Linked DNA regions of Zea mays: regions 2 and 3 are each linked to region 1. A link is a contact called in public Hi-C data. All regions are on one chromosome and are shown on one strand. Each heading gives the region's core, a stretch centred on a gene start, on an enhancer-like site or on the middle of the called end of the contact. The rest is flanking DNA. Distances are from core to core; before and after follow the strand shown.

Region 1 (4,517 bases), core at 912-3,411:
CACATGTTGCACGCACTTGTTTGTTAGGACGTCAGATGCTTGTCGATCTACTGCTTTAGGGTTCAGTTCAGATAGAGGCATTACCAACATAGACGCTCCGGGCAATAAGACGGAGCGTGAGGCTCGGAGCGAACCTCATTTTCTTGACCAGCACCGTCTCTATCATGTCAAACACCGGCATGGCATAAACCTGCACCGACAACCAATGACATGGATATGGAGTGTATGTGACTTGGATATGGAGAAGTGAAATGTTTGTACCGTACGTACCTGGTAACTGCCAATGACATGGACGACGACCATCATGTTGGCGAGGGCAATGAGCCACTTGGGCTTGGAGAGCGTGATGAGGATGTTCTCGTCGACGCCGCTGCCGAAGGCCCAGTACCCGACGAACGTGACGGGGAAGTAGCAGATGGCGACGACGACGTAGGCGACAAAGGCGCCCTTCCACATGGCCTTCTTGGACGGCTTGTCCGGCGTGGACGGGATGGTGGCCTGGATCTCCAGCACCACGTTGTGCCCCGAGTAGGCGAACGCCACGTCCCCTAGGCCTCCCAGGAAGCCGAACACCTTCCCTGGGGTGGTCGTGGCGCGCAGGTGGTAGTCCACGTCCTCTCTCCTCCCTCTGTGCAGCGACGCGCCCCACGCAATGGTGGAGTAACTGAGCGACATGACGGCGGCGGCGAGCGACACGGCGGAGATGGAGTTGAAGTTGGGGAGCTGGGAGAGGACCAGGTGGACGGAGGCGAAGATCATGATGAAGTAGGAGAGCTTCAAGTCGCCGCCGCACCTGCCGCCGTCGCAGATGACGTCGTGGAACTTCTTGAGGGACTGGCCGCCGGTGACCATGTAGATGATGTTCAGGCTCACCTCTACTGCCAGCTGCTGCGCCACCACGATCCAGAGGCCCAGCCTGTCGCCGAAGACGTGCTGCCCGAGCTCGTGGTACCGGTCGAACCGCTTCCCAGGCACCATCTCGTGCATCTCCACCATCTGCCATAGCGTGTATAGGGTGATTATCCACGACAGGATCATCACCGCGATGCCAGGGCCCCTGTGTGCACGCCAATAATCAACAATGAACCATTTATCTGCCCGTGACCCCCTAATAATCTTTATCTGACAACGAGTTAATCGCTCGTACAATTGAATCACTTTATTCAGCTGTTGATAAAAGGATCGTATTTTAATTAATTGTAGTCCACATGTTACTATATACGATACAAACTGAGAGCACCAACTTAAAAAACCCTATTAAATATGATAGTCATCATGACGTGCATATATATGATGATATAGATGCCAAATATTCATGTATATACTCTCAAATTATAGGTATACATCATGACGTGTATTTAACTTATCGGGTGTGACCGGTATTCAGGTTTTTGTTCATGTACCTATCATGTTACTTTTGTAACTGTCACATCGTCTAGACAAAATCGGCCCAACAGCGCAAATTAACACACATGAGACTACTAGACCAAAAAAAAAAGAGGCAAGTCATGAGACATAAACATAAGGACCGGAAAGAGACAACAAGCTAACTTGAGATTTTTTTTCCCGGCACCAATCAGGGTGGGGGAAAGAAAATCTGGATTTTTCTTATCTCATCAATCTTCTTAGCTTGTATTGAGGTCGAATCGATCATCATCGGAAGCCGGATTTAGGATTCGTGACATGAAGTATACGTACCAGCCAAGCTCGGACATGGCGTAGGGGAGGCCGAGCACGCCGGCGCCGACCATGGCGGTGACATTGTGGAAGGCGGAGTACCACCACTTGGCCTTCCTGGAGGAGTTGATAGGGAGCCAGTCGTCGATCGACTTCTCCTGCTGCTGGGTCGTCCTGCCGCCGCCATCGTCCACGTCCTGCTCCTGCATCTGCATGCGAGTTTTTATATGTATGTTATTGACGCCCCCAGCCCCCTATAGATCATGTAAGAGATCGATTTCCTTGGTAAGAGAGAGAGATCGAGAAGAAGGCGCCGCACTGCACGTACTACGTCGTACGCGCACCTTTTGAGAAGAGAAGCTCTGGGTCTGGGGCGGTGCTTGCGTCCCCAATGGAATCGATATGGCGAGAGAGAGAGAGAGAGAGATGGAGAGGAGGCGGCGGCGGGTCCTGCTGCCGAGAAAGACGACTCAGCGTCAGCTGGTTTCCGATCCACCCGATCGATGGCCTAGCTAACAGCACATAAGTAGCCGAGTTAGTTTCGGTGGCAGCGCGTATACCGCTACGTACATATTCTCTCTCTCCGAGTTATTATCAATAATAATAATAATAATAATAATACTGTGTACTGTATCATTAAGGCCCTGTTCGTTTTTATCAAATCTATGGAGATTGAGAGGGATTGAATCCCCTACAAGTCAAAATCCTCCTCAATCCACTCCAATCCCCCTCAATCCCCATGGATTAGGGATGAAACGAACAAAGCCTAACGTGGTACACGTGTGGTTTTGATTTGTCAACTACGTGTACATTTTTTTACTAGTACGTACGTATGGCAGTACCAGTACTGGGCTTGTGTATGTCGTGCCGAGAATTTGGAAGCAGGGAAAGGACACCTGTGTGGTTCACCGCGGCGCCGTCCATTGTTCAGAAGTTATATATATTGCTTTTTTACGCTTTCACACACCGAAGATAAGTCAGCTCAAACCTGATCGATGATGTGTCGTCGTCAGGGACTCAGGGTTCAGGAATTGCGTATGCGTCTTCTTGTGGAAAAACGTGTCTCAAGAGTCAAGAGTCTTCTCTCCACCGTCGAATCATGCACTTATACTAGCTAGCTATATCTTGACCGCACATCAAAATATAGCTATATCAAGATATAGCTAGCTAGTATATGTGTATGATTAGAGCTGGAAACAAGCCGGCTTGGCTCGGCAGTGCGACGAGCTGGGATAACCGGGTCGGCTTAGCTCGAACAAGGCTCACGAGCCACTGTGCCACCTAGACTGTGCCGCCCAGGCAGTGGCGGTCCTAACATTTTAGGGGCTCGGGAGAAGGTTTCAAATAGAGATCATTCAAATTATTTTTAATATATAAATGTTACTAATTAAACATTTTTAATACATCTAAAAATATTTATGTCAAATAATAAGTAAATAAAAGGATATATGCACTTTAAAATTTTCTTCTAACATGTTTAGATATTCATTACTTTATTAATAGGTTATTGAATCACATGATTAGAATTGGGTCCTATGAATTCGGAGGCCCAGGGCAACCGTCCCTCTGCGGCATCCTCAGGGCCACCACTGCGCCCAGGTGACAGATTCGGTTGCCAGCAAGCATAAGTTACAGATTTGAAGCTATTTTCAGGTCACAAGATAGACAACACAGTAATAAACTGTTAATACTTAATAGACGAGAGATGAAATAATGAAATTATAATTTATTTACACATCCATGACCCATACCATGCGGTCCAATGATCCCATCACATTCCATATTCCATAAGACCATGACCAAAAGTATGATACTCTAATCTAATAAGCTATCACCAGTCACCATAAGGCATAAGTCTCATCACATTTCAAATTTCATAAAGCAGTCTAAGCAGCAGAGGACAAAAGATCTGTTAACAGATGCATGAGGACAGCCTGACGTACGGTGCACAGCAGTGTTCAGGCGCCCAGCAGTTTGACAAGAAACCTGTTAACAGATTAAGTTTGACAAGAACTGAGTAAGTTTTACAGATCACATCAGATAACTTAGTACTCTCAGATAAGCACCAGCCTCCAGGCTGCAGCTGAGCAGCAAGCAGGCAGGCAGCAAACATGCTGAACTGCATAAGTGCATAACATCATATATAAGCATAACAATACCAAAAGCAAGTGACAGCCTGACAGGTTTTTCAGTTTTGAACCACCAACTTCTAAGTATCAACCAGAAGCACGACTTGCATCTTTCAAAAATACCAAAAGCATCCAGCAGCTTCTATCAACCAAAAGCACCAAACACTTGCATTGCACCTGAACAAGAAAACAAATGTACATAAGCAGCTTACATTCTTACTAGCCATAATTAAAGTATTAAATACAACTAATAAATTGCAACGTATATTACTAGTTGCTCTGCACAAAGCTTTTTGGAAATGAGATAGTCTTCATACCATCGTCATCTTGTATGCCCTAAAACAAACACAAATGTGAATCAAAATCTGAAAACAAACATAAGAAATGAACTCTAATAAACAATAAAAGAGCAACTAATAACCACATATGTTATGCTTAAATCATGCGAACCCCGAATCCAGCTCGAGGAGCATACCAAAGCCTCCACCAAGAAGGGATGAGAGAACTCCGATAATTATCTAAAGTTCTACCCCCGTGCAAAAAGTAGACTCTGAAGGCACAAATGTTGCTCGTACAATTAAGAATTTCATTGCCATCCTTGAGACAACCAGAAACCTATGTGAATTAACCTTCCACTAGCTCAACAAATCAAACTCCTTATCTGCTAGACTGACATTTGTCTCATCTAAATAGATAAGCAACTCACCCTTT
Region 2 (4,517 bases), core at 1,069-3,568, 710 kb after region 1:
AGGGTGCCCTTGTATACTTCTGCATAGCCTCCTCTTCCAGCCATGTTGTCTACAAGTGAACCGCAGAAAGGGATTATAATCTTGCAGGCACTCTGACATTGACGTTTCATTTCTTATGGCAACAAATCTCATCTGGTAAGCTTTTTTTTTTCACACTGAATAAGATCGATACCTGAACTTGTGAAGAACTTAACGAACCAGTATTTATTTTAAAGAAAAACGAACTAGTATTTGAAGAGTCACCTGGGTGGAAGTCATTAGTGGCCACTGAAATCTCCTGGAAGCTGAAGCACCTCCAGGCAGGCTTGTGATCTTCAGCGAAGGCCGAACCGACGTCGCTGCCCCTGGTGCTGTCATCGCCGATGTTCCTCAGGAACGGGAGCCAGAGCTTCATGTCTGACAGCCGCCTCCACAGGCCGTTGTGGCCGCGCCGGCTCACCTCATGGCTAGACGTGCTGTAGCACTCTTGGTTCTCCCCTCCCTCTCCCTCTGGGCCGTCCAGAACTGCTCTCGGCGAGCTCTTGTCGTCGGACTGAGCCAGCTTCCGTGTCGAGTTTGTTCTGAGCAGCTTCTGAAGCGGCGGGAATCTCCTGCTCCATGTTGAGCTTGAGGAGATGGTGCTATCTGCTACTTTCAGTTTCAGAACAATCGGTTTCAAAAAAACAGGTCTATTGCGCATCTGAGGGAAAAAAATGCACTCTGACATTGTGTGCGATCTTACCATCAAATGACCGAGGTCTCAACCGAGTACTACTCTGTGCTACGCCTTGCCTTCCAACAGCGATCACCGAGCAGTTTTTTGGAGCATGCATGAAGCAGTAGTTTGCAATCTCGAAATGGCTCCTGTTATGGTCATAATTGTAAGATCAATATTTTCTAGGCTTCGAACTGACAATCGAAAAATGTTTTTTTTTCTTTTAGAAAATTCAGTTCGGGACCATTTGAACATGAAAGTTGAATCAGACTGTCGAGACTACCTATGGTACGCATTTCTTGACCTCCCAACAATGAGGATGTTCCCATCAGTCAGTGCAGCTTCTTGGGTCAGGGCTCTCCCAATGTTTGAGCTGCATATCACCTTGGCCTCCAAATTAATCTAAAAAGGTAAGAAAGTTACAGGCCTGTCTCCGAATCCAACTTACTTAATTAACATGATTGTCACTCCTAACCATACTACATTGTTCCCAATACTGCTACAAGACTACCAACCGGTGAAAGAAAGCGGGCAGTAGTAGACGAGAGAGCATGACAGCAAAAAAAGGACAGACTCAGAGCATGGCCCCATCATATCATATCATGATCCAAAAGCTCTACTTCACCTAACTGGGGTAGCAGCTACAAAGATATGACAAAACCTGACAGAAAAGAACACCAACTAGCAATTATGCACAAGCTTGGCTTCCAAGCTCCCGCATCGAAACAAATGGAAGACACTCCAAAAAAAAAAACAGAAAAAAGATGCTACTGTACTTAGAACCTAAGTCTGGCTCTGGCATCACCTGAACTGAGTTCAACAAACAGAGGAACAAGAGATCGGCAAAGCCTGACAAAAAAAAGTTCAGTTTCTTTCACCTGCTTGGCCTCACAAGCTTTGACGAATTCGCCGAGCATGTAGATGACGAAGGCGTTGGCCTTCTGCAGCCTCCGCTTCCTCCCCCTCCCTCCTGCATGACAGGACAGAGAGAGGCATGGACACCTGATGGGCAGGCACAAGCAGAGCAGCGGAAACAAGAAAGCGGGTGATGGTGGATCGACTAATTACCGAGGACGTGCACGGCGACGACGGAGTCGCTGGGCTTGGCGACGGCGCCGATCGCCCACGACAGCAGCTCGGAGCAGCCGCGGGAGTTGTCCGGCACGCCGACGAGTATCCTGGTGCCGAGGCCCAGCAGCAGGTGGCGGCCTCCGTCGCCGCACTCCTCGATGGTGTCCATGACGATCCTATAGGCACCAACCCTCCCACTCCCAGGTCACAGCTCTAGCTGGCCGTGGCCGACACAGCCACACCGACACCCTTGGCGATGACAACGACGACGAGCGACGGCGATGGCGAGGACAGCGACAGGGATTTGTAGGTGACGGGTGGAAGCTCTGCATGCATGCTGATAGGTATGGCAGTGGCGCACGCAGTGGCCTGCACTGAAAAGGTGGTTAGTTAGTTGGAGGCAGTGATGGCCATTCCATTAGCACGGTCGCTGACTGGCCCGTGGGCGACCACCACCATGAGAGAGAGAGCTGCCCTGCCATGGCGGCACTACAAAAATGGGGTTGTTGCTTAGGACAGAAGATGCGTGCAGGGTACAAAGATAGGTAGGGAGGGATCGGAGCAGCGACGCACCGTGCCAACTGCCACAACCTAGGACTAATAGGACTGGACTGCTGCTCGAACGATTCTGATGGGATCTTCCACTGTATACGATCTGATCTGCCCTACAGAGTTACAGTGACAGCTTCTCTAAACTGGTTCTGCTTACGAAGAGAGAGAGAGAGGGTCAACGTGGTACTTGCTTGTGTTCGTATAAGTAATTATAGAATGCAGGAGTAGGTAATTGGCGTCTTGGTCAGAATAACAACAATTAGAGATATATATAATAATTGGTTATACACGTATAGCTATGTCAGTATGTAAGCTAATTTAGTAGTTGAAGATGAACATGTCCAGCGACGGAGAGGGGATTAATTGGAGTCTTTGACTAATAGACTATTTCCATGATGTGTTATTCTACAATAGCTTGGTAAATAAAAAAAGTATATATGCTTGAGACGTTACATCAACAACAATACCTAAGAGTGTTTGAATACACTAGAAATAATAGTTAGTTGGTTAAAACATTGCTAGTGAATTAGCTAGTTAAAAAATAACTAGCTAATTATTAACTAATTTGCTAAAAGTAGCTAATATTTAAACTATTAGCTAGGCTGTTTGGATCCCTATTACTACGATCGAACACCCAACAGTCTACCACCTATTGTCTAGCTAACAAGGCTGAATACATGTACGGAAAAAGTATACGGCAACTAGCTAGCTACAATTATTTCTTGAGAACACGCAAAAGCCTTATTACCCACTACAAGTGCACTGAAAAGGGGAGAGGAGAACATATCCAATCTGGATGCCCATTCATGCATTTGGTTGCCTAGACGGGTGGATAGAAAATAACCTACACCCGTTCAGGTTTAGTGGATATGTCAACCATTTCCTCCACATTTCTCTCTAATATCTGTACTTTCTATTATATTTTACTACATCATCAACCATGACATATCCAATCATTCGCCATATCGAGTTTCCCATATATATTATAATTAAGTTATTTGATATTTTTTCATCAGTTTTTAAAGTTTTAAAAAAATCATAGACTATTTATACTGTTGTAACACACATTATTATCATATTAAATAACTCAAAATAAATTAATATAGCATAATAATAACGTAATTAACATATATAAGAAGATTAGAGCTCATCACATATATAATGAGTCTTCTTTCTTCCACTATATGGGGGAGCTTTTGGGAGAGTTAGAGCATCTCCAACAATGCCTCAAACTAATGCCTCAAATTAAAATATGGGGCTCTAAATAGGAAAAATTACTCCAACAGTGTCCTATTTCATAAATTTTTGTCAAAAAACTATAGGGTACTCTCTCAAGTGACTCAAATATACTACACCGTAGTGGGCTGCCCTATAATCTAGATTTGGAGCTTTACTGTTGGAGCGAGGTGTTTTGTTGGTGTCCTAAATTCTATAAAATATACTTATTTTCAAATTATAGGGCATTTTTATAGATCACGTTGTTGGAGATGCTCTTAGATGGCTGTTTCATCCCAAAACTCCCCCTACGTGGAGTGGGGGGGGACATTTACGAGGCCTGAATTGAGCTTTTCTACCCGTCCAAGTCCAATGGATATATTGTAGTATATGTTAAAGGCCCACTCGTGAGCGTTAGGTGTAAGATCACTACGTCTATCTATTTATCTATATATTGTTGACACGTAAAATATGCTAACAAGGAGATTGGGCTATCTTGCCCCTGCCAAAACGGCCCGACTATTTTCACTGAGTCACTGACCCAGGATCGGCCTGGCCAGTTTACCTGCGTCGATCTGTGTCGGCTGGCAATGCATTGAGCTCGCAAAAACTGGCTAGTCCAGTTTGCCTCCTATTTCGAGCTGGTTTGCTGAGAATGTTGATGCAACAGTGCAAATTACCGCATGTTTGGTGCAACAAATAGAATGAGGACAAGCTGGGGAAGATGAGTGAAGAAATCTCCAATAAAGTTCATCCAATTTTCCATCAAACAAGCAAAAGGATAAAAGATATGGCCGACTATGCAAACAAAACTGGCCAGGATGGTTTACCCCCTTCAGCTGCTACATCCTCGTATAACAGCTTGGCTAAACGGGTGGCATCGGTAAAGAATACAAATCAGGTACATGCTGCTGGCAAACAGGTAGTTTTCTCACTAGTTATGTGAGAGACTACATAGGTCTACCAAATTATTTTCCAGTTAGGC
Region 3 (4,517 bases), core at 796-3,295, 680 kb after region 1:
CCGACTATCGGGCAATGCAAGCAAATCACTACTTACACGCACTAGTACAACGACAGCATATAGATGCATGAAGGAATAATTTTTTTTTATCCATGCATACCGTACATATCGATGCTAACAAACGGCACATTCTCATTTTGAGATTCTGGATCAACAGACCTCGTAAGGTAAGCTGAAGTATGAAATTGTATCTCATAATACTACGTACTCGATCCGTTCTTTTTTATTTGTCGTGGTCTAGTTCAAAAAATGAATTAACCGACGATTATTATTATTATTATTATTATTATTATTATTATTATTATTATTATTATTATTATTATTATTATTATGTACATTTCAAACATTTCAAAGCATTCAAACGCTTTCGTAATAAAGAGATTTTGATACTCTTAAATGACATAAACTGGCTAGTTGGCATGGTAAAGATAGTTCTAGGTACTAAAAAAAGGAACGATGCTCAAAAATTCCAAATTGTATCCAAGCATCATGCCGCACGTGATATCTAGGAGTAACTCTTGCCTTATACTGTATCCAGTTTAAATTATAGTTCACCTTGACTTCTGTTCGAAGTTAAGTCTTTCTAACTTCGATGGAGTTGTTACAAAAATATGTATATTGGCTCGTTCAAGTTCAATAAATGCATGTATTTCAGAAAAAAATATCACATGGCGAAGTTAATGAAACCAATTTGACACCAAAAACGGGCTGCGCACATCTTTTAGAGACCGAGATAGGGAGCTGCATATGCATGTCCTGCCGCCACCCAACCTAAGCCCGCAGCCACTGCTCCAGTACCGTCCATGGTTGGACGGCACGAGTTGGGGACGCGGATTTCTACTCGGGCTAGCATTGGTCGGCGGCGGCGTGGTGTCATCGGGTGGCTGGCGGCGTGTGCGAAGAACAGAGAAGATGGGAGATGAGGAGCTCTTGAATCCGTGAATGTACTATGATATATACCTTTCGAACTAAATCTGGAACTAGTTCTTTGCCCGTATGTTACTGTTTTTTTTTCTTATTTTAAACTATTAGATCTATTAAAATAGATAGCTCTAGTTTTTCTTCTTCCGAGAACTGTAAAATTTCTCGTATGGGCAAAGACAAATGACCTATAAGAGCAGCTCCAATAGTTATGTATATTTCTACTACCTAAATTTGAGATTTAGCAAGTACTCAAATAATATAGGAAACAAAAAAACTTATCTCCTCCAACAGTTCTCTATATATTACTTCCTAAATATGTTAAAACTTGTCATATCACCAATTTGAGTGTGATTAGCCATTTTTCCTTTTGTTTTCATCTCCCTTCTGCAACTCGATCTCAAAATTGTGACCTCGTCAGCAAACTGATCCAACATGGTGAGTTGTGTTGTCCTTTTGATTTGTTGCCACAATTGTTTATTCTCAACATGTGCATGTGCAACAGTTACATTATTAATTGTTTAATCTCTAACTTACTAGGTGCTGCAATTGTGCATCACCAACAGCTGACGCATGGACTCAGAATGTGGAAAAGACGTCCAACTAAAAGAAGTATGCCAGATTTTATGTTTCGGGAGTTGGTAAGTGGTTGCTAAATGTAGGTAGGAAATAAGGTTAGATGAAAAGTGACTAAATTTAGAAAGTTTATTTAGAGAGCTGTTGGAGATGAGTTTTTAGGTTAACTATCTAAATTATTGATTTAAGGAGTATTTTAGAGAACTACTGTAGTTGCTCTAAGTAATGTAGAAGAGAAGGAATATGTCATGTCAGAAATTAATGTCAAGAGGTCACACTGTAACAAGTGCAGACCTGGATGGTTTGGCAAGGGAACAAGGGTGCCTACCATAGTACACCTACCAATTCCCTCTAAATTACACGATCTTGGTCGTCCTCAGCCAAAGTTTTCGCGGCCATTAGAGCTCCACGTGTCCACTTAACCGATTCACCAACTCCACCTTCGCGCTAAGCTCCCCGCCTCCCGCTCGTCCCCGGTGGCTTCATCACTTCATCTCCCTCCCCCTATTAATACAGCTCAGCAGCTTCACTGCCATTTCGCACTCAAAAACACAAACGCAAGCACAAGCAAAACACAAAGAAGCTCAAGAAAGCTGAGGCAAGCCCAGAAGAAGAAAAAAAAAACTAGAAGGAGAGATGGGAAGAAGCGAAGGCAGCACAAGCCCAGCGGCTGGGGGAGCCGCCTGCGCGTGCGCGGTCTGCGGCGGCGCCGCGGTGGTGTACTGCGCGGCGGACGCTGCGGCGCTCTGCAGCCCCTGCGACACCGCTGTGCACGCTGCGAACCTGCTGGCGTCGCGCCACGAGCGCGTGCCCCTTTCCATGGTGACTGCTGCATCCGGCGTGTACGACGACGACCTCTTCGCGCCCGACGACATCGACGCGGCGTCGTCGTGGGCGTCGGCGCCTGCGCAGGGGCAGGGAAGCCCCCAGAACGGGAGCTCGTCGGCGAGCTTCACCACCGGCGACAGCGGCGCGGAGGGCAGGGGCCTGTTCGACCTGCTGTCCGACGTCGACTTCGCTGCCTGTGTCACGGGCGGCGGCGGCTACCTGCCGGACGGCGTGGCGCCCGTCGTCCATCACGGCGCTGCACCTCTGTGGGCGCAGCCCGGTCTGGCCGCCGCCGCATGGACGGCCACGTGGTCGCCCGCTGTCGTCGTCCCGGGCGCCGCCGTGGTCGCCGCGGCGGCGGCGGAGCGGGAGGCGAGGGTGCAGAGGTACCGCGAGAAGCGCGAGAGGCGCAAGTTCCAGAAGACCATCCGCTACGCGTCCCGCAAGGCCTATGCCGAGGCGCGGCCCAGGATCAAGGGCCGCTTTGTCAAGCGCGCCGCCGGCACCTCCTCCTCCTCCTCCTCGGGTGCCGGCACATCGGACAGCATCGACGCTGCTGCCAAGTTCTGGCTCTCCTTCTCCGACGACGCCAGGGACGGCTTCTTCGTGGACGCCGGGGCCTACGGGGTCGTGCCAAGCTTCTAGAAAGTTTGTGCCTTGAAAATTTAGGGGTCACACTCGCATCACAGCGGGCAGCGCTTCTGGGCTTCTGGCGGTGGCGTTCGCCCAGTTTGAAGCAAGTTAAGCAACCGCCCTTCTCGTTTGTGTCGTGTCGTCTCGTCATTCATGTGAGCAGCATCCGTGGTGAAATTCCGCCATCGCTATTTTTAAATGATGGCGCGGAATTTCGATGGGTCATCACCAGTTGGTGAACGAACTAGGGGATTTATTGTGTCTTGTAAGATACAACTTTACTGGGTTGTCTATCAAATTCTGCGTTGGCTCATCGTCATCGCTTTACTGGGGCTAACAATATAGTTGTGGTGGAAATCTGCCATCCATGCTTCCATAGCAAGCTCTTAGATGATCGGAATAAAAGGGGATTTTGATGGGCCAATCAGGAAGTGGGTTTGGTTAATCTATATATGGAGCATATAGCTTATGCAGCTGTTCATCCACATGGTTTCAGTGTTTTGACTTTCTATCCAAGTTGATTAATTCCATATATGGTGGTCCCAATAATCTTATGCCACTAATGTGTTGTGTCGAACAATTGTAGTAGAAGTATGTATTGCTATTTTATTTCTCCAATGACGACGAGGATGCTTTTGATGGCTCGGTGGCTCCACCGGCAGCGAGCTACAGTTTTTTTTATGGCATCATTACAACAAACAATTCTGGATGCTACACCACACTACTTTTGAAGTGATGATGCAGATTTTATACTGTGCCCAACCATATAGGTTCTGTAACAATTCTGACGGATTTTGTTCCCTGTGAATTCAGGATTGTAGTAGTGGAAACTGGAAATCGCGTAGTTCGCAAAAAAAAATTTGCTGATATAAAATAAACGTGTGTGGATTTGCGGTGTAAATAAAAGGCACTTTGCACTGTTGAAAATAGGTGATTAATGCAACTTTTAAGATATCACACATGTAGCCGTCCGAATAAGGTTTGTGCATGTAGTTGTTCACATGTAGTTTTCGCGGTGCTATCATCTGCGCTAGGATAATAAATCCTATGTGATTTGTTATTATGAAGATGCCGCAGTCGCTTTCATGACTAATGGCTCAAGTTTTCCTACTTATTTGTGGCGCGACATGATCACTAGTCCATTGTGTAGTTGCTTTTAGACGAGGATGTCTGTCTGTTTTGGGTTTGTGGGATGTTTTCCATATGAGGAATCAGTATTAGGAATATTCTTCCTTCATCTTTATTCTATTAGTAATTTTTGTTATGACGACATTAGAGTATATTTAATAGCATCTGTGTATACTCGACCTCTTATCTTCAATTTGCAGTAGAGTTTCTTTACCGAATGGTTTTTTTCCAATATTAGGCAAAGAGCTTCTTTGTGTGTTTTTTTATACTAGACAAAGTCTATTTTTGACATTAAAGTAGTAAATTAATCTAAATAAAAAAGTTTTGTACTAGTTGTATAAATCATCAAGATGTACAATATTTATTATTTTCCATTTCTTTATATGGCAAAGTTAAATAAATTTGTTCACAAAACGTATATACATATCTTG

Evidence for each region. Hi-C and Micro-C count contacts between places; a contact is called where the count stands out from the background.
Region 2: a contact with region 1 is called in a Hi-C map of tassel, with 4 times the contacts expected there. The contact joins the promoter of LOC100280702 here to the promoter of LOC100285777 in region 1. A contact is called at or near these places in 3 of 25 Hi-C or Micro-C datasets (bundle sheath, ear and tassel).
Region 3: a Hi-C map of endosperm shows a contact between it and region 1, with 2.7 times the contacts expected there. The contact joins the promoter of LOC100281883 here to the promoter of LOC100285777 in region 1. A contact is called at or near these places in 2 of 25 Hi-C or Micro-C datasets (endosperm and leaf).

The regions. Positions count from the first base shown.
Region 1 is chr10:56,101,629-56,106,145 of Zm-B73-REFERENCE-NAM-5.0, reverse strand. It overlaps LOC100285777 (LHT1), which reads right to left and starts at 2,161. Exons shown (of 7, transcript NM_001413989.1): 1 at 2,006-2,161; 2 at 1,699-1,886; 3 at 271-1,057; 4 at 85-190. The coding sequence starts at 1,886. It overlaps LOC100304039 (a long non-coding RNA gene), which reads right to left. Exons shown (of 4, transcript XR_560079.4): 2 at 4,078-4,142; 3 at 3,837-3,983; 4 at 3,352-3,663.
Region 2 is chr10:55,393,713-55,398,229 of Zm-B73-REFERENCE-NAM-5.0, reverse strand. LOC100280702 (ATP binding protein) reads right to left here and starts at 2,318. Exons shown (of 11, transcript NM_001408179.1): 1 at 1,763-2,318; 2 at 1,573-1,664; 3 at 978-1,096; 4 at 722-843; 5 at 244-630; 6 at 1-49. The coding sequence starts at 1,934.
Region 3 is chr10:55,422,470-55,426,986 of Zm-B73-REFERENCE-NAM-5.0, reverse strand. It overlaps LOC100281883 (CONSTANS-like protein CO8), which reads left to right and starts at 2,045. Exons shown (of 1, transcript NM_001154803.1): 1 at 2,045-3,442. The coding sequence starts at 2,134. The coding sequence ends at 2,970.